Linked DNA regions of Ovis aries: region 1 is linked to region 2. The links are chromatin contacts, called in public Hi-C maps. All regions are on one chromosome and are shown on one strand. The core of a region is the stretch at or near the end of the contact, and the rest is flanking DNA. Distances in the headings are between cores, read along the strand shown.

Evidence for each region. Hi-C and Micro-C count contacts between places; a contact is called where the count stands out from the background.
Region 1: a contact with region 2 is called in a Hi-C map of liver, with 2.3 times the contacts expected there. The contact joins the promoter of FGFRL1 here to the promoter of CTBP1 in region 2. A contact is called at or near these places in 2 of 16 Hi-C or Micro-C datasets (blood and liver).

The regions. Positions count from the first base shown.
Region 1 is chr6:118,039,235-118,044,191 of ARS-UI_Ramb_v3.0, forward strand. FGFRL1 (fibroblast growth factor receptor like 1) reads right to left here and starts at 1,773. Exons shown (of 7, transcript XM_060417713.1): 1 at 1,471-1,773; 2 at 792-886. The coding sequence starts at 870. LOC114115366 (a long non-coding RNA gene) reads left to right here and starts at 782. Exons shown (of 2, transcript XR_003589750.3): 1 at 782-878; 2 at 2,861-3,168.
Region 2 is chr6:117,891,211-117,896,469 of ARS-UI_Ramb_v3.0, forward strand. CTBP1 (C-terminal binding protein 1) reads left to right here and starts at 1,753. Exons shown (of 10, transcript XM_027971335.3): 1 at 1,753-1,974.

The DNA.
Region 1 (4,957 bases), core at 523-3,022, 150 kb after region 2:
AAGGACGCCCCTTGCTGGGGCAGGGCTCCCTCCAGGGGTATCTAAGGCCGCCCTCTTGCACAGAAAGTGTGTCAGCCCGTGTCCAGGCCCCCCTGTGGCACACACGCCACGCTGAGGGACGCACTGTGTGCCTGAACGAGGTGGCCTCAGCGTCTGCTTTAAGACAGGCCCCAACTCCCCACCCCGTGTGCTGGGTCCTCAGTCCCCTGGCCCCAACCTTGCACCTTCTTGGAGACGGGCAGGCCTAGCGCACTGGTCTGGGTCGTTAGGCCCACATGCTAAGAAGGTCCCCACTGTCCCCACACCCGGCGCTGGCCACCAGGGGGTTTCTGTAGGTTGTCAGGGGCCTAACTGGGTCCACTGTGGCCAAACTGCCCACTGCCCAGGAATCCTCCACCAGCGGCTGCCCTCAACTGCAGCGGTGGGTGGATGTGTGTGCTCTGAGGGGAACTGGGGCCAGAGCCCAACCTGCCAGCCAGTGTGGGACCCCGTGCCAGAGCTGGGGGAGCCTGCGCAGTGAGACCACCCCGTGGGTGATCTGGGGGACCTCATGGCGAGAGGGGAGGCCCCGCAGACAGCTGAGGAGCCCTCGGGTGTGGGGCCGACGCGGGAGCTGCCCTGGCCCGTGGGTGAGCCGGGGGCCCAGTGGGTGAGGGGCCGGGCTGCGCGCGGCCAGCAGGGGCGGGGCGCAGGCACGCGCGCCAGGCGGGCACTGTGGCAGAGTTCAGGGCCGGAGGGAAAGGGGCGGCGCTGGCGGAGGCCGGGGCGCCGGGCTGGGCGCCAGCACTCACCTCGGGCGGCGGCGGCCGGCGGGAGGGCCCCCAGCAGCAGGAGCAGCAGCGGCAGCACCGACGCGGGGCTCGGCGTCATCTCGGCCAGTGCGGACCTGGGGGGGATTCAGAGGCTGGTCATCTACGTGCGGGTGGGGGGGCGGGTTTTCCGCCCCGCTCCCCCTCCTCCGGGCCGAGGGCCCCGGAGCAGCCAGCACCCCGGCCCTGGACCGAGGGGGACCGAGGTGCGGGCCGCCCCGCCTTCCCTGGCGCGCTCCGGGCGGAGGAAGCGGCGGCGGGGGAACCGTGGGTATCAAAGGCAGACAAAGGGTTTACACTAATTACCGACCTCCCCCGCCCCCCCTCCAAACACCGTCTGGATTCCTGGCGCTTGTAACTCGGGCCCTGCCCGCGGGACACACAACACCGGCGGCCCCGCAGATAATCGCCTGCGCCATTAGCGGACAAATTTGCGTTGGGGGGGCCCACGTGGGGTGCAGGGGCGGGGGCGGGGCGCGGGCAGGACCTCGGGCCGGGCGGGAGCCGCGGCGGCGCGTGCCGGTGCCTGCGGCCCCTCGCCGCGGAGCGGGGACCCGGACGCTCGGCCCCCGCCGCCCCCTCCCGCGGCCCCGGCCCCCGACCCTCCGGAATCGGCCCTCCCAGTCTGCCCCGGGAATCGGAGGCGCGCGAAGGGGCTCACCTCGGCGGGGCTCGCGGGCGGCGGGGCTCAGGGCCGGGCCCGCGGGGCGCGCTGCGCGGTCATTGCCGCCCCGGGCGCCGCACCCCGCCGCCCCGCGCCCCCGGGCCCGGCCTCGGGACGGGGCGGCGCTACCTGCGCGCGGGCGGCTCGGGCTGGGGCCGGGGCGGGGATCGGGGGCCGGGGTCGGGGCGGGGGGCGAGGAGGGTGGCGAGGGCGGTCCGCGGGCCGGGGCCGCGATCCCGGGGCGGCAGGGCGAGGGGCCCGGGGCGCCACGCCGCGAGGCGTCCTTCCCTGCGGGGCTTTGTCAACTCTCCCGGAGCGAGCGCCGAGCCCGCCGCGCGCCCCGCCCCGACACAACTTCCCGCCAATCGGCGCGCCGCAGCCCCCGCGCCCCGCCCCGCGCTCCGCCCCCGAGCCCCGCCCCGAGCCCCGCCCCGCGCTCGAACTTCCCGCCAATCGGCGCGTCCTGGCCGCAGCGCCCCGCCCCGCGCCCCGCCCCCGCCCCCCCGCCTCGCGCCCGAACTTTCCGCCAATCGGCGAGCGCGCCCGCCCTGCCGCCGCCCGGCTCGCGGCCTTAACCCTAGCAGTACGGGACGCCCGCGGGGGGCGGCTCCCGGGGCGCGGCCCCGCCCCCGCCCGCCCGCCTCGCCCCCGCAGGGCCCTGGCCCCGCCCCCAGCTTGTTTCCAGCCGCTGGCGGCCGGGCCAGCACACCGCGCCCCCACGCAGCCCCGGCCCAGCCTCGCCTCGCGCACCTCCAGGTCCCGCGCCGTCCACCTCGCACCTGCACCCGTTGGCGCCTGCATCCGAGTCCCCAGCCTCAGGCCAACAGCTCTCCGCGCGCCTCTAGAGTCGTCCCTGATCGAGCTCCAGCTGGGCAGTCAGAGTCCCGACATCTGAGCCCCCCGGTGGTCGTCGGGAACGGAGGGGAGATCCAAGACCCCGCTCTGACCCCAGGCGACTCCAGGGAGGGCCAAGTCGGGCATGACGTGGGGTGCAGAGATCCCGCCCTGGCGCCTCGGCTCATAGATCCGCTTGCCGGAGAGCAGATGTGTTCCCGCCGCCCACCTGGCGGTTTGCGGCCTCCTGTCCGCTAGCGATGGGGTGCGCGTGCCCTCAGTCGTGTCCGATTCTGGACTGTAGCCCGCCAGACGTCTCTGTCCATGGGATTTCCCAGGCAAGGGGTCTGGAGTGTGTTGCCCTTCATACTCCAGGGGATCTTCCCCACCTAGGGATCAAACCTGCCTCTCTTAGGTCTCCTGCGTTGGCAGGTGGATTCTTTACCGCTAGCACCAGGCGGGAAGCCCAGTGATGCTAACAGAAGGGTATTAATAACTCAGCACCGCCTTTAATCCTCATAATCAGTCAGACGTCTCGCTGTCACTTGTGCAGGCACGGCGAAAGCAGGTAATTCACCCAGGATTGCCCAGGAGCTTGAGATGCCCAGGACTGGAGCCACGCACTGGAGAGAGCCCCCGGCCTGTGTCTCTCTCCACCTTGCCCTCTGCCCTTCCCTTGGCTATTCAGCAACCAGCATCCACTGGCCCCCATGACTGCCCTCCTTCCGTCCGTCACCTGACCGCACCCCAAGCTCACTGGCCTGAATCAGTGGGCCCGTCTCCCCTGGGTTTCCCTTCACTGTCTCTTCACTGACATTGTGAATCATTTTCTAAAAACATTTAAAATTTATTAATTTCCTTTTTGGCTGTGCTGGGTCTTCGTTGCTGTGAGAGGGCTTTCTCTAGCTGAGGCTAGTGGGGGCTACTCTTCTGGTGGCGTGCAGGCTTCCTGTGGCGGCTTCTCTTGTTGGGAGCACAGGCCCTAGGTGTGCAGGCTTCAGTACTGGCGGCACGTGGGCTCAGTACTGGCGGCACGTGGGCTCAGTACTGGCGGCACGTGGGCTTAGTTGCTCCGGAGCATTCGGGATCTTCCCAGATCAGTGGTCGAATCCATGCACCCTGCACTGGCAGGCAGATTCTCAACCAGCGGACTCCAGGGAAGCCCCAGACTCATCACTTAAAAACACAACCCTGATGCATCTCTGGCTCCCTCAACACAAACCCCACCGCCCCTGGGCCCTGGGTGCCTGGGCCCTGCCCAGTTCCCACCTCGACTCCCCTGTAGCACTCCCTGCAGCCCCTCTGGACCTCTGCTCCTGCTATTCCTCTGAGAACACTTTCTGGAACAAGCTCTCTCCTCTTAGGGTTCCCTCTTCCAGGAAGCCTTCCAGGGAAAGCTGAAACTGGAGAGGTCTTACAGGTCAGCATCCCCAGGGCAGAGGAGCGCTGGATTGGGGCTGTGAGCCATCAGGGTTTCAGTCCCTGGAGACCCAGGCTGCCCACTCCTTCCAAGCCAGCGATAGGCGGTTCCTCAATGCTGTTTCTGGGCCAGTAGGGCGCCCACCTCGTGGGTGGGTGGTGGTGAGCTGGGTGCTCACCATCCTGCCTGCACGCTGAGTGGAGGCCCAGACGCAGACCCGAGTAGCCCTCCTGCAAAGGCCCATCTAGTCAAAGCTATGGTTTTTCCAGTGGTCATGTATGGATGTGAGAGTTGAGCCATAAAGAAAGCTGATCACCGAAGAATTGATGCTTTTGAACTGTGGTGTTGGAGAAGACCTCTTGAGAGTCCCTTGGACTGCAAGGAGATCCAACCAGTCCATCCTAAAGGAGATCAGTCCTGAGTATTCATTGGAAGGACTGATGCTGAAGTTGAAACTCCAATACTTTGGCCACCTGATGTGAAGAATTAACTCACTGGAAAAGGCCCTCATGCTGGGAAAGATTGAAGGTGGGAGGAGAGGGGGACGACAGGATGAGATGGTTGGATGGCATCACCAACTCAATGGATATGAGTTTGGGTCAACTCCGGGAGTTGGAGATGGACAGGGAGGCCTGGCGTGCTGCAGTCCATGGAGTCCACGGGCTCACAGAGCTTCGGACACGACCGAGAGAGGACGCGACCGAGAGAGACTAAACAGCTGAACTGGGAGTCAGGCTCGGCAGCAGTGGGCAGGAAGCCAGGAGCGGCCGTTCAGCGCCTACCTGAGGTGGGTCGCAGACAGGAGCCCTGGGACAAAGGGGGCAGGTGGGCTCTGGGGGCGCCGCGCAGGGCCGCGGGGGCAGGTTTGCGGGGAGACGTCACCGGGCGAGCAGAGCTGACACAGGTGGGCGGCTGCCTGCAGCAGCTGTGGGGAGGTGGGTGTCGGAAGCAGGAAGTGGCCGAGGCGGCCCCGTGCGGAGAGGGGATGAGGTGGGCGGGTCGGAGGGGAGTGGGGTCTCGCCGGGGGAGCGGCCGCTGGTGCGGGCGAGGGTCCGGCCGGGCGAGGCTTCTGCACGGGGAGGCGCTGCCCCCTGGCGGAGGCTCGGGGCGCGGCGGGCCGCGAGGTCGCCCGAGTCCCCTCCCCACCCCGGACCTTGGCCTCCCTCTCCGCCAGAGGCGCGGCGCTCCCCACGCGGCGCCAGACCGGCCTGCCGCCTCCACCGAGCTCTC
Region 2 (5,259 bases), core at 503-3,002:
TAGGGCCATGCTCGAAGGTAGGGAGGGGTCAGGGGTGTTGGCGCATCAGAGGCGGGAGCCTGCAGCCTGGGTGCCCTGGACTGGTCCTGAGGATGCAGGGAATACGTGTGGGACAGGCATGTGTGGAGGGCTGGTCAGTTCCTCCCACGCCTCCATCCAGCGGTCTCCCACCTCGAATGCAGAAGGGCAGGGGTGCAGACACCCTGTCCTCAGGGCACTCACAGGGCAGCGGGAAGGAGGCTCAGACAAAGCTGAGTTCGACAGCAGGCATGGGGCATGGAGGAGAAACCGACCTCGGGAAGCGGGGAACCGGAAGGCATCAGAAACAGCAGATGCGGCAGTGGGGAGGAGGACGCCAGGATGAAGCACGAGGCAGGCGCGGAAGGAAGGCTGGGAGAGAGGCAGGGGGCGGCCGGGGCTCTCTGACCCACCCCGTGCGATGAGAAGCTGGCAGGGCTCTGAGCAGGGTATGGCGGAATCCGATTTCCGTTCTCACGCTCACTGCGCAGCTTGCTGGGCTGGAGAGGGGCAGGTGACCTTGGGCTGGGGCCCGGGTAGGGAAGGAGAACCCTGGTCTCGGACAGCAGGGGCTGGAGGAGTCGCCTCAGGGGCCCCATCCTGTTAACTGAGAGAGCCAGAGGGGTGTGCGGGCCAGACACGTGCCCAGGTCTGGGGGTCCGGGCTTTCCCTTGTGAGTGGTTTTGTCTGTGTTCAGGAAAGTTCTCTGAGACTTGCTGAATGTTCATTTAACCCTGTTTTCTCATTTCCCCTAAATGTTCTAATTAACCCAATTTGGGAGGTAATCTCACAGGTGAGTACCAAGCACGAATTTAAAAGCATCTGTTCTGTGGCTAGATGCCCAGTTCCCCTATCGACGCTTATCAAACCCACCCACCCTTTCTCACTGGCTTGTGGATGTGCAGGATGTGGAGGCCAGCTGCGCTCAGCACGGTTCCTCGCGTTTCACCAGCCAACTGCTGTCCTGCTCAGCGTGCTTTTCACCTGTGAAGACAGGGGCACTGCCCGTCTTCAAGGCCACCTGCCAGCATTCCCACTGCCAGGACACCCCTGCTCTAGACATCACGGTCTCCCAGGGTCAGCCTCCGTCCTTGCCCATGACCGGAGCACCTTGACCTTGGGGCCTGGCGACCTCCCACCCTGGAGAGCCCTCCTGACCCTCGAGTGCCAGGACCCCTCGGGAGTTCTGGAACGAAGCACAGGTCGCTCGCTGGGGCTGGGGGTGGGGTGGGGGAGGTCGGATTTACACCGACTTCGGCCACATACCTGGCCGCTTCCCAGGGACCACTTCCACCGCCCCGGTTCCGGGGGAGCTGCCCCGCCCAGGCCTGTGCCCTCCTCGGTCCCCGGATCTCAAGCACAAGGGCCGGTTATCTCAGAGGAACCTCCGGGGGCGGCGCCGCTGCCTCCCCCGACCTCGTGGCCCCAAGGAGCCCAAAGGACCCTTAAAACCCGGGGTCGCAGACGCCGCTCGCTCGGCGGCCGGCGCGTGGGTGCGGGGATGGGAGCACGCGGGAAGGTGCACGAGGGGCTCAGCGGGCTCCAGGCCGGGGGGCCGCGGCGAGAGCGCGCGCGGGGCCCGCGGGGCGCCCGGCAGGTGCGGCCGGCGGGGCGGGGCGGGGCGCCGGGCCCGGGGGGCGGGCGGGGCGGGCGGGCGCGGCCTGCAGCCGCCCGCGTGGTCTGCGCGGCGCCCGCTCCTGGAAACAGGAGGCCGCCGCGCCGGAAGCCCCGCCCGCGCGCGCGCCCTGTCCCCGCCCGGTGGAGCGGCTGCTGGCGCGGCGCGGCGGCTCGGCACGGCGGCGCCCGGGCGCAGGCAAGCGGGCGGAGCGGCGGACGGCGCCCAGGCCGCGCCACGCGCCGGGCTCGCGGCGGAGCGCGCCGGACTGGTCGGGGCCCGCGGCCGCCCGCACCTTTCCATGGGCAGCTCGCACTTGCTCAACAAGGGCCTGCCGCTCGGTAAGGCCGCGCGCGCGCATTTCCGGCCGCGGGGGCGGGGCGGGGCGGGGCCGCGGGGGCGGGCGGGGCGGGCGCGGGCGCCGGCTTTGTGTGCGAGTGCGCGTGCGCGCCGGCGTCCGCGCGCCGGGGGCCGGGGCCGCGGGGGGCGCCGTGCGCATGCGCGGGCTGCTGCGTGCGCGCCGGCGCCCGGGGGGCGGGGCCGGGGTCAGGGCCGCGGGGGCCGCCGCGCGCGTGCGCGGGCTGCTGTGCGCGAGTGCGCGTGCGCCGCCGCCCCGCCCGCCCGCCCGCCCGCGCAGGTGACACAAAGGGGTGCGGGGCCCTGAGGACCGTGGCGGCCGGGACTCCGCGCCCGAGGCGGGGGCCCTGCCGGCCTGTCCGCCCTGCGGTCCCGGCTGGCGGGGCTCCTGCCGGCGGGGCCCCGCAGGGAGGCCGGGCGCGCCGGCGGCCCCGAGTCCTCTGGGGCTGGGCCTTCCGGGGCTTTGCGCCCCCGTGCACTGCGGCCCCGCTGTGGAAACGTCTGACGGGGCGCGGCGGCGGGGGTGACACCCGGCCCGGGCCCGTGTCCGCCCGAGCGGCCGGACGGTTGTGGCCGCGTCCGTCTCACCCCGTCCCCTCCTTGCTCTGTCAAGTGTGGGGAGCAGGCGCACTCCGTGCCCGGGCGGCGCCCCGAGCCTGCGGCCGGGGGCGGCCCGCGGTGGGGCTTTGCTGGCCGCCGCGCGCCGCCGCCGTCGGGCCGGGCCGTGTCCACCTGTCACTGCCCCCGAGCAGGCCCAGCTCCCCCGGCCGGGCCCCCCTCGCGCTGGGGGCGCGTCCGGGCCCCGGGCTCCGAGGTCTGTGGACGCAGGAGCGGCCGTGGGTCCGGGCGGGGCTCCCTCTGGCCGGTGCCTGCCTGCCGCGGAGGGTCCCCCCCCACCCCCGGCCCTGGGCTTGCCGGGAGGGCGGCCTGTGGCGGGCAGCCTCCTTTCCGGTGATGCTCTTCTCTGTGGTTGGTTAGGACAGGCTCGCTGTTGGGGCGTGCGATGGGATTGGTTTTCTTCCGAGCCCGCCCCGAGGAGTGATACCACCCCTCCCGTTTGTCTGGATGACTGGACAGTTGGGTCGCACATGAGGGGTCCAGAGTGGGGTCTGCAGGTCTTACCCCGCGGGGGCACCTTCTCCCTCTCCAGGATCCCCCCACCCAAGTCTCAAATGTATGTACGCAGAGGCAGACAGACACTCAGGAGAAAGCTCGTCTCCAGCAGTGTGGACGGGCGGGTGCCCTGTGGGTTAGCGTCTCCTGTCCATTCTTGCACGGGGCGGCATCCCTGAGCCTCTGGACGAGTGGCCGCAGCAGGCAAGAGCGCAGGCCTGGCGCTCAGGGAGCCCAGGCTGAGCCCCTGCCTGGTGCATGGTCGTGGCCTTGTGCTCTCTGCGCTGTGGCTGTAGAGGGGCTGGAGCGTTAGAAGTGGGGCCACGTGACGGAGCGGGTGCCACCTGTCAGGTGGAGGGGCAGGGCGGGGGATGGGGAGGGTGCTAGGCCCTGGAGGTAGGGGGCAAGGCTCAGGACCGGGGTCCCTGTGCAGACTGTCCCTCCGGAAGGCAGGAGGGTGGCGTGCAGGGCCGCGGTTTGTTTCACAGTGAACCTGCCCCTCTCTGTCACTTGATTTGGGTGAAGTTTTCCTGGGACTCTTGAGCATCACGAAGGTAGCAGGGCATGTGCACACAGGTGGGCGTGAGTGAAGACGGTGGCAGAGATGAATTCGAGTGGCGAGGGGTCTTCGTGACACATACGTGCCTCGCGTCACGGCTTTTATCTAGCACGTGTGCGGGGCGCCTTTTGGTTTCTGAGGAGCTGAGGACACTGCGCTGTGAGGCTGACTCTTGGTGGGTGGGCCTGCTGCGGGTGCTCTGAAGCCCTGTGTGCCTGGGGGAGCCCCCTGGCCTTGCCTCCAGGGGCTCAGCATCCACCACAGCCAGACCCGCCCTGTCAGTGTGGCCAGAACCCTGCTCAGACGGCTGTGCTGGGGGCAGGGGTGAGCTGGAGAAGGCGTGGCTGCTGCCGGCTCTTCCGACAGAGTGACACGGGGGTGGGCGGGGGGCCTTGGTGTGTCAGCTGTGACTCGTGGTCAGCCAAAGGGCACATCCTGACCGATGGGCCGGCTTTGCAGAGGAGGATGGGAAGGTACCAGGGGCAGTGACGCATGCGCTTCCTGCTGATGAGGCGTGTGCAAGGGACTGCGGTGACCAGGGGGCCGCAGTGTGCAGGCCGGAAGCCTGGTGGAGCGTGGGGGCCGTGGGGCCGGGGAGATGGCTGGAGGGCTGGACGTGGGGTCAGGGACCCTGTTCGTGGCTGCAGAGTTTGGAACTTGAGTTTGAGGCGGCAGTTCTGGGGCTGGAGCGGAAGCAGAGGCTGTTCGGAGGTGAGCTCTGGGAGTGTCCGCTTTGCGATGCTCCGTAGCCCTGCACCAGGCGGCATGAGCCAGTGCGTGCCCCTGAGCCAGCGCTGCGGGTGCGCTGAGGCCTAGGCCTGGGCTCTCAGGAACCCGGGGCGTTCTGCAGATGCAGGGATGTGCTGTGACCAGTCTGGGGGCTCAGCGACTCTGGTGACCCTGGAGTCTGCCAGCCACAGCCCCGGTCTCTCCTGGAGCAGCCGCACCCTGGGGAGCTGTGCCCGAGGGTACAGCCCAGGCGCGGTGGCTGGGGGGTCGCGGGGCCGCGCGCCCGGTGTGTGGCACAGGCGGGAGTGAGCGCGAGACGGTGCAGAGTGTCTGTCCCCCACGCAGCTCCCTGCTGCCGGCAGCGCCCCTCAGCGCGGCTGTCAAGTCACAGCCCGTGTCCCCAGCCGCCCCCTCTGATCCCTTCCATCCCCACTTGCTGCTATGTGGTGTCGCTCCAGGGCGCCATCTGCCTGTCCTGGGGTCTGGGAGGGGTGTTGACGCGGGTGCCTGCTGGGCCTTCGCCAGTGCCCTCCATCCTGGTGGGCCCGAACTAGGCAGCGGCTGGCGTCGACGTCCACCTTGGCCCTGCAGGTCCAGTCATCGCTCTCTCCCAGCATTTGCCTGGGAGCCGGGGGAGCTCAGGGCTGTGTCCAGCTCTCAGAGGGGCTTCCTCTCTCACCGGCCGCTGCGTCCCCCTCACTGTGCCGCTGGATGCAGGCGTGCACGCTGGGCACTGCCCCCCGTGACTGGCTCCTGATTCCCGTGGCCACTCTGCCCATGAAGCCTGTCCTCTGCCGTGGGGCCAGCGTGGTTCCTGTGTCAGGCTGGCCATCAGAAGTCCCTGCCTCCCCATGTGCTCACCGAGTGC